Regions from separate parts of the Gossypium hirsutum genome. Here regions 1 and 3 are each linked to region 2. Evidence: chromatin contacts called from public Hi-C data. All regions are on one chromosome and are shown on one strand. Each heading gives the region's core, a stretch centred on a gene start, on an enhancer-like site or on the middle of the called end of the contact. The rest is flanking DNA. Distances are from core to core; before and after follow the strand shown.

Evidence for each region. Hi-C and Micro-C count contacts between places; a contact is called where the count stands out from the background.
Region 1: a Hi-C map of leaf shows a contact between it and region 2, with 4 times the contacts expected there. The contact joins the promoter of LOC107893959 here to the promoter of LOC107962388 in region 2. A contact is called at or near these places in 17 of 34 Hi-C or Micro-C datasets (anther, hypocotyl, leaf and 2 more).
Region 3: a contact with region 2 is called in a Hi-C map of leaf, with 1.8 times the contacts expected there. The contact joins the promoter of LOC107946967 here to the promoter of LOC107962388 in region 2. A contact is called at or near these places in 9 of 34 Hi-C or Micro-C datasets (anther, callus, hypocotyl and 2 more).

Annotation. Positions count from the first base shown.
Region 1 is chrA08:79,993,796-79,996,718 of Gossypium_hirsutum_v2.1, forward strand. It overlaps LOC107893959 (dynamin-related protein 5A), which reads right to left and starts at 1,659. Exons shown (of 16, transcript XM_016819120.2): 1 at 1,193-1,659; 2 at 1,030-1,093; 3 at 816-923; 4 at 630-731; 5 at 434-484; 6 at 103-164. The coding sequence starts at 1,321. It overlaps LOC107893957 (UDP-glucose 4-epimerase GEPI48), which reads right to left. Exons shown (of 9, transcript XM_016819119.2): 9 at 2,612-2,923. The coding sequence ends at 2,898.
Region 2 is chrA08:80,129,761-80,132,743 of Gossypium_hirsutum_v2.1, forward strand. It overlaps LOC107962388, which reads right to left and starts at 1,296. Exons shown (of 6, transcript XM_041074486.1): 1 at 213-1,296; 2 at 51-133. The coding sequence starts at 272.
Region 3 is chrA08:79,909,319-79,912,266 of Gossypium_hirsutum_v2.1, forward strand. It overlaps LOC107946967 (phosphatidylinositol 4-kinase gamma 2), which reads left to right and starts at 1,601. Exons shown (of 3, transcript XM_016881485.2): 1 at 1,601-1,773; 2 at 2,097-2,948. The coding sequence starts at 2,099.

The sequences.
Region 1 (2,923 bases), core at 409-2,908, 140 kb before region 2:
TACAACAAAAACTATCCACAATACAGTTTTCCTAGACCTTGATAGCCATCACATTAGAGAATTTTACTGAAAAAAAAAAGAAACAGCCATGCCGCATTTTACCTTCTCAATGTAGGAGCGAACCATATTCTCGATATCTTGTACAATGCTTTCAGGTTGACCCTCTGCATTTAGCAAGATAATCCATCAATATCCCATAATTTAATAATTCTTTTTGCAAATCTTATTAACAGAAGAGAATGAAATTGGGGTATATAAAGTGCAAAAATGCTATGGTTTTTTTTTTTTTTATTACATGGGAAATAAAAAGAATTAAAATTTGAATATTATACTTATTTTAGGTCCCGTGGAAATATGGTAGTCTAAATTAGAGAAAGCATTATAAGGATTGCAATTTTCTTTGAATTTTCACTAGGCGTTTCCGTTAACTTACCAACAGCTACCTTCGTCAGACCAGGAAGGTCAACCAGAGTCAAATTGACAACTGCATAAAATTACATAAAAAAAATAAGTAGAGAAAATATCTTATATACTGGAGATTTGGTAGAACTATAACATATAATAAGATGACTTTTTACAATTAAATAAAGTGGAAGAAAACAGAAATAATTTTTACAAACAGGTCATACCGTTGGGAGAAAATATACTAAGATGAATTGGAACACTAGATATTTGTTTAGTTCGCCCAGTTTCTCTATCCGTCTCATCTTGAATCTCCTTCCTAACAGCAGCTATAACGTAGATAATAAAAAGTTAAACCCTAAGATTTATATAATTCCTTTTGCTTAAATAAAGAACGATAAGAAGATATTTACCAAAATCGGTAAATCTTTTTCTAGGAAGGTGAAGAAACTCAGCATATTCTCTGGTTCCTTCATCACTCTTATGAAGCTGTAACACCAGAGGTCTACGAGTAACAATACCTGCATTAATTTTTAATCAAAAAAGCAGAATGAAAGAAAAAAGAATCAGTTCTTGAGTTGCTTAACGATGAAGGATAGATTGAGAGCGATAACTTATTGTTTTTACCGGATCCACGAGGTAAAAAATCCTTGCCGACAACGCTTTCCAACACCGAAGATTTCCCTGAACTCTGTTAATATTGAAATCTCAGACCAGCAGATCATAAAAGAAAAAAGAAAACAAAGGTTGACTAGAAATAGAAAAAGGAAAAGATAGATCGAGCGTCGACCTGACCACCAACGACGGCGATCGCCGGTAAGGAATCCCAAAGAGTAGGCAAGGCGCTTGCCTCTCCATGATCACCAAGAGCAGTGCAAGCTCTTTGAATCTTGTTCACCAGAGAAATCAAATTATCCATTTTTTTCTTTTTCTTTTTTAAGATGGGTGCCGGCGACGATAACAAGCGTCGGATTCAAATAAGCTAGATCTGAGCTGAAAAGGTAAAGAAACGGCACCTGTCAGATCTGAGTGAGAAATGAGAACTAAATGAAGTTCCGTCCGGAGAAAGCAGTTTTTTGAAGTTTTGAAATGGAGGAAGAATAAAGAGACTTCGGCTTTAAAAGTGAAGCGCGTTTTATTTATTATTTATTTATTTATTTTAAATATTATTTTTACCACCGATTTATTTTGTGTTTGAATTTAGTATGCATTTTTGAAGTGAAACGGCGTGTCTAGCTACGACAATGGAGTAAACAATGCCTGGAAAAACTCCGGGCCGGAAAGTGATAAATAAGGCCATTGGCTTAGGTAAAAATATATTCGACTCGACAGAGCTTACTTGGTAAAATTAATTCCAATTTTTCTAATTAAAATTATGAAATCGGATAAATAAATTGAAATTGATTTATTGTTGAATTTTTGGATTAATAATTTTAAAGAAAAAATAAGAAGATGAATTATTTGAATTCTTAAAATTAACGAGAGAATGTAATTTTCAAATAAAAAAATCACTATATTTAATTTTTAAACCATAATCTTTTTATAATATAATTATATAAAAAAAAGGAAAAAAGATTTTCTGCATGTTAAAGTTTTATTTTATTTTTTGTTGAGATATTCAATTCCATTATCTTTTTCCTATCTAAATAAAAGAAAGCCGCTAATCAAACAAGGGAAACTCTTAGATTTCTTTTTCTTTCTTCCTATAACTTCAATCCATACATAAGTAAAATATCATAAATGAATTTATTAATTAAAAAAAAAAGGAAGTAGATTAAATTAACATTTTCTCATAAAGATTTAAATTTCAAAAAGCTAATAATTGAAATCCTAAGATTTGGGTTTTATAGTTCACATTTTTGTTTGTATGTGTAGAGTGGAAGGCATTTCAAAATTAAATTTAAAAGACTACACAATAACAGATGGCATGGCATGGCAACCTTTTTCTTTTCTTTATTGGATTTAATTAAATTGGCGATATAAAGCCGTTGGACTTGGAGACTAGTCCAATATTCCGTTTGTAGTGGGCCTGTATCTTTATACTTTTATAATTATTCAATGACGCTTTAATTTAAGGGGTTTTATTTTTATTAGCCTTACAGAAACAACTTTTGTGTGTTTTTTTCCTTTGATTGGAGGTTCACCATTTAATAAACTTAAAATTCAAATTTTTGTAATATTAACAATCATAAAGGATGTAATAAAAAAATGAACAATGATGGTATTTTTCATTACAAGTATCTATGTGTAGTTCGTGTTCATGTGATAATTTACTCCTACTGGTAACAGCCACAAACGATTGCTAGTAATGAGGAGCAGTATAATACAAGCTTCTGAGCAGTTGAAGCATCCCTATACTAAGTATGTTCCTCTTTCTCTATAATTCGTAACATCTTTAATCGTATTAATTAATCACCTAAAATCCTGTCAATAATAAAAAATAAAAATCCTATGATCATAAAATGTCTTTATAGATTGGTGGTTTCACAGTGTCTTCACTTCATCACTCCGTTTGACTCAG
Region 2 (2,983 bases), core at 46-2,545:
GACCAAAATATACATAATGGTTCAAAGGACAAGATTCAGCTCTCCTTTACCGAGCTTTCATGTGAGCTTCTCTCTCTTCTATATCAGCGAGTTCCGATCTAAGTGATTCCAACTCTGCAGCCGTCAACTGAACCTGAAAATGGAGGTGACTAAGGGATGCATGATAATCAATGACAACCAAATGGGAAATTCAAAGAGGCTGTTGAATGAACCTTTTGCTGACCATTAGCACCAGTCCAAGGCAGCCCCCGCAAACTGAACAGATTCAACATGAATGCACCACTTCTCAATCTTTGCCGAGACTATAAACTGCTACGGGACCTATCCTAAAGCGGAACCCTTCAATATTGAGATAACATGTATATCACAAGAATAATCAATCACTCATGCTTCCTAGATTTAGAATTAAAATCTCATAAATCTACTGTGTCATATAATTCGTATCTAGCCCACTTACAGGGACAAGGTTTTCATGAACCGGGAACAATTAAACCATTGAATTTTCAAATTTTTTTACATCAAAGTGAATCAATTAACCCCTAATTAACAGCTCAAACTATTACAAAAAGAGAACAAATTATGCCCCATAATCGAAAGCTAAAACAACAAACTAAAAGCAAAGCAAGAAAAATAATAAAACCAAACTCCCATTAACCAAAGTAAATAAGGTAAAAAAAAAAAAAGGTTCTGCAGAGCTTACAGAAGTTGATCTCTTTTTGTATAGGCAGCAGGAGCAGAAAAAGAAAGAATAAGTTTGAAAGAAACAGATAATGATTTGGTTATAGAAAAAGAATTTCTAACAAAAGATGAAGAGATAATTTTTCTCTTATCACTGTTGTGTTAACGGGAAGTGTTTTGACTTTCCTCAAACTTGTACGTAACCATGACCGGTGGGTAGAGTCGTTCCTGTATGATCGTATTGTTTAATGTTAAAAGACCATTATACACCCATCTTCTCTTACTTTTTTCCCTTCGGCTCATGGAGTGAAAGAAAAGGCTTGATAATCTGCATTACCAACGCTGCCCCTGTTGATCCTTTGATCAATGCTAGATGCTTGATTGAGTCAAACAATTCCTTGAGCCCAATCTCTGATCCATCATTTATCTCTTCGCATCCACTGCCTAATACAATTGCTACCATACCGACAATTTTGATTTATGCGTATGCTGTTTACTCTAAGTGATAAATAGGTAAATAGAAATTCTAAAGGGAAAGTAAGTCCGAGTAGTTCCTTACTTTCGCCTTAGTGCCTTGGTGATCTAATCAAGAGATTACCCAAAATTGATTTCAGGTAACAACCTCCACGTGAATATCTTGATAGTCAAGGACAAAGCTAATAATTGTAGTACATAACTAGAGGCGCTGAGGAATATACATCAGTGGCAATTGTGCTTTCTAAGAACTTATCCTAAAGCTGGAGATGGATTTGAGTAATTGATTCTAAATTCAAGTTAAATTGACATAAATTACTAATTTATGAATTGAGGTTGAATAAGTGAGGTTAATTTGTAATCGTTCCTTTTACTTGCATTCATTTCGTACACTCTTTATATTTATTTTCTTTATTAATTGTTAACCTATATTAGTTAGTGACTCAAGTCAATTGGTTGAAGCCACTTGAACATTTTTTTATGGGTTTTGAAATTACCTCGGTTTGCACTTGTTTCGAGTTATTGTATAACATGTTTGCAACTGATCTAAACTTCTTCCAATCTTGCATACATGTTGCCATCTAGGTAATTGTTCCATAAACTCTTGTATCATTTGATTAGATGTTCCTTGTATTTCTCCATTTTTGATCATTCATCAAATTGTAACAATGGGATCTTATATATTTGGACTCAAAGAGATTTTTTATTCTTCTTTTTACCTACCTTAAAAGATGAAGTAGCAACCATGTATTTAGATTTAACAAAAACTGAAGGAGATATAAGTTTCTTAACAGTGTAATCAAGTCCATTATGGCCAGGTTTGAATATTTCAACAATTGAAATCTCATCATTTTGGCTTTCATATTTTATGAGAATGGCTTTGGCATCATTTGACTCTTGTTGTAACGCCTATTGCCCGAACTGATCGCCAGGTCTGAGCTATAAAATGTTATACTAGTTACCGAAGCAACTACAAACAATTTATAATTCAATTCACGCCATTAACATTCAATTATAGGCAATTTGAGTATATAAAATAATATACATACGTTTCTAGGTCTTATATGAGCTTTCGAAAGTTATAATGCTAACTCGAGATCAAATTAGGACAAAACTGTAACATTTTCAGAACTTCAAGTTGATGTCGCGATGTCAGGGGTTCCTTGTTGCAATGCAACATACTGACTAGGTCTCGTCCCAGCGACAAATACTCGACGTTGCATCATAGCATGGTAACTTGATCTCGTCGCGACGTGACAAACTATTTCTGCAATTTCTAATGAAACTGCAACTTGCGATTTCCAATTTAACTACTTTACACATTCATACTATAATTTCAAACAAAACATACAATCTTTATAAATCAAATATGAACAAACAACTTGATCAATAATGTACCAAAGTCACTGTAACACCCCTAATCCGTCTCCGTTGTCGAATTAGGGTTACAGAACATTACTGAAAATCGAAAACATTTAAACATCATAACATCCAATAATTTAAATGTATCACATGTAACACCCCCTAAGCCTTATCTATCCCCCGAATAGGATTACGGGGCATTACCAGTCAATTCAGTTCGATCACTTTAAATCACATTCAAACCTACTTAAAACATGTCAAATTAGACATTTTACGTGCTTATATGATGAATCTTTTTAAGTATTTCACATACATTATCAAATAGTTCAAATTCTTACCAAATAAGCCAGTTCCTACCATATACTATTACTAAATCTAAATTTACTTATTTCATCCTTACATTGACAATCCAAAATGACACATATGGACATTTTAGGTACATGCCATTACCAATAATTAATATACCTCA
Region 3 (2,948 bases), core at 351-2,850, 220 kb before region 2:
TTATGCAGTTATTATAGGAACCCACGACATACTAAGCCAACATGTCCACACTTGGGGAAAACATTAAGGACAAGACCTAACTACCACATTTATTCATTTTTTTAATAGGCGTACAAAAAAAAACAATTTGTTCATTTTTTTCATTGCTTCTCATTTTTTGGTAAATTATAAATATTGATATATTATTGATGTAAAATATAGTAGAATACAATATAAACAAATTTTTCATAGATTGTAAATAAATAAGTATACACCATTGATATAAAAATTACAATAGAATACAATACCCCAAATTTTTATTTTTTCCTTAGATTATAAATAAGTATATTGTTGATGTAAAATACAATAGATCAACTTTTTTGTATAATTGGAATAAGTACATTATAGATGGAAAAAATGTAATACAATATAAATTAAATGTCAACAAAGTAAATGATAATTTACATGACAAAAATATGCAGTAGGTGTCAGTTGCGAGGAGGATTTCTTCGTAGTTGGGGTTTTGGCTCCTCATCTTCATATTCTTCTCATTCCTCCATGCTTGAGAATTGAGAGAATTAGGAGGATGGGATTTGAATGCAAAAGGATGAAAATGACTTAGGTTTATATAGCAAATAAACTAGTTGTCTTTAGCCATTGGAAAAAAAACCGTGGGGAAAAGTTACCATTGACCAAAAATCACTCTAATAAGGAGTATTCAACAAATTCTAACATTTGAAAAAAAATGTTCTTTGAGATATATCCATAAAGAGACTAAACGGATAGTAGACGCTTTAGAAAAAAAGGCTCTATCAAGTAATGAAGCTTTGCATATGTTCGAACAACCTCGTGGGAGTTTAAAGAGATCTAGAAAGAAGAAAGCACTTTTGATAACTCATTTATGAATATTTCTATGTAATCCTTTGTTTTATTTTAAAAAAAAAAGACGTATTTTCTATTTTTCTCTCTTCAAAATTAGTTTATTTTCCTAAATATCCAAAAAAATTAACCCAAAATCCATTTTTTTTCTAAAAGTGACATATACTTCATATTTACCCCTTCTAAAAATCATCCATACTTCATACCAAGTTACTTAATTTCATGAGTTGTCAATTTTTTTTCATTTAAATCAATTAAATAAATGATTTTGCTAATACTAGCAATATTTTTAGTGTTATCACATCTGGAAAAAGAAAAAGGAAAACTTTACATTACTTGTAGATAAGACCATACTTAAAAAATGGATAGCTTAAGCATCTATTCTTTTATCTCCGTAGAGAACAAAATCTCATTTCGAGTAATGATTGTTAATATTTTCTTTGTTGAAATTTCTAAATATGACCTTGTGGAAATTAATTTTCACAATCTACATATTAATTATACAAAATACCTTTTTAAGAAAAAAACAAATTTCCATTATTGGTTATTTATGTGAAATTTACTCATTAATTACACACGTAGACCCATTTTTCCAAGTAATAACGTGAATTGTGGATGGCATATTAGTAAACTGAACAGCTCGTCTTCTTACCTGAAACGTCCGTTACTGATAGTCTAACGGGCAAGGGTGGTTTTAATAATTTTAAAACACGGCTCCGTTATACACGGTTGGGTCAAAGCCTTATATAAAGGCAACGGCTACATTACCGTTCTTCCCCCAGTCTCTTATCGTCGACTGTTTCCGTTTTAGCACTGGAGTGGAGAAAACCGGCAAGAAGACCGCGTAAAATTAGAAACGGAAAAAGCACAAATATCGGAAAAAAATGAGATTGACGAATAGTGTAAATTAATCGGGTAGTTTGGATCACCCACCTCTACAGTTTATTGTTGTTTCCATTGTTCAATTTAAAAAGCTCCCATTTTTGAACCTTTGCTTTCGATTCTTTTCCATTGGTAAAGAATCCGCTTTCTCTCCTGAGCTAAAAACATTAGGATTTCAGCCATTGCAGCAGCTATGTCCCCGTCTCCAGACTACTATTGCAGAGCCAGAGTTTGAAAGAAAAAAAATTAGCTTACATCCATCCATTTGTTTCTTTTTTCCAATTTCTTTCTTTCTTCTGCTTGTTTTGATTTTGGCAAAGGGAAATTAAAATAAAAGTCTGAAATAACATTTGCAGAAATGTCCGTTGCGGATGTTGCTTTGAGTCGGGTGAGTCAAGAACCGGTTCACTCTACTGCTGGTTACTGCAATAACCAAGCGGGTGACTCGATCTTGATTTACCTTTCGATTGCTGGTTCGATGATTCCGATGCGGGTTTTGGAGTCAGACCCAATAGCCTCCGTGAAGCTTCGGATCCAGACTTGTAAAGGGTTTGTGGCGAAGAAACAGAAGCTTGTGTTCGGAGGCAGAGAATTGGCTCGTAACGATTCACTCGTCAAAGACTACGGCATAAAGGGTGGGAATGTTTTGCATTTAGTCTTGAAACTTTCCGATCTCTTGCTCATCACTGTACGGTCAACTTGCGGTAAAGAATTTGAGCTGCATGTTGATAGGAACAGAAATGTTGGGTATCTGAAACAGAGGATAGCCAGAAAAGGGAAGGGTTTTGAGGATGTCGATGAACAAGAAATATTTTGTAACGGAGAAAAAGTCGATGACCAAAGGTTAGTCGATGATCTGTGCAAAGATAATGATGCTGTGATTCATTTGGTGGTTCAGAAATCAGCCAAAGTTCGAGCTAAGCCCGTTGAGAAAGATTTGGAACTTTCGGTTATCGCTGAGAGCGATTTGGATGAGAGAAAAGGAGGGATTGTAGGAGGAGGAGAAGACAACCCCGAGGGGCTTCATATTGTGACAAATGAACCATTTTTAAGTGATATTTGGTTGAAGCCTGTTATCGTTAACCCTAAGGCTCAATTGCCTTTTTTTGCGTGGGATATGATCAATTCCACATTTGAAGGATTGCAGGCAGGAAACCACCCGATTAGATCATCTGAAGGGACTGGAGGTACTTATTTCATGCAAAATA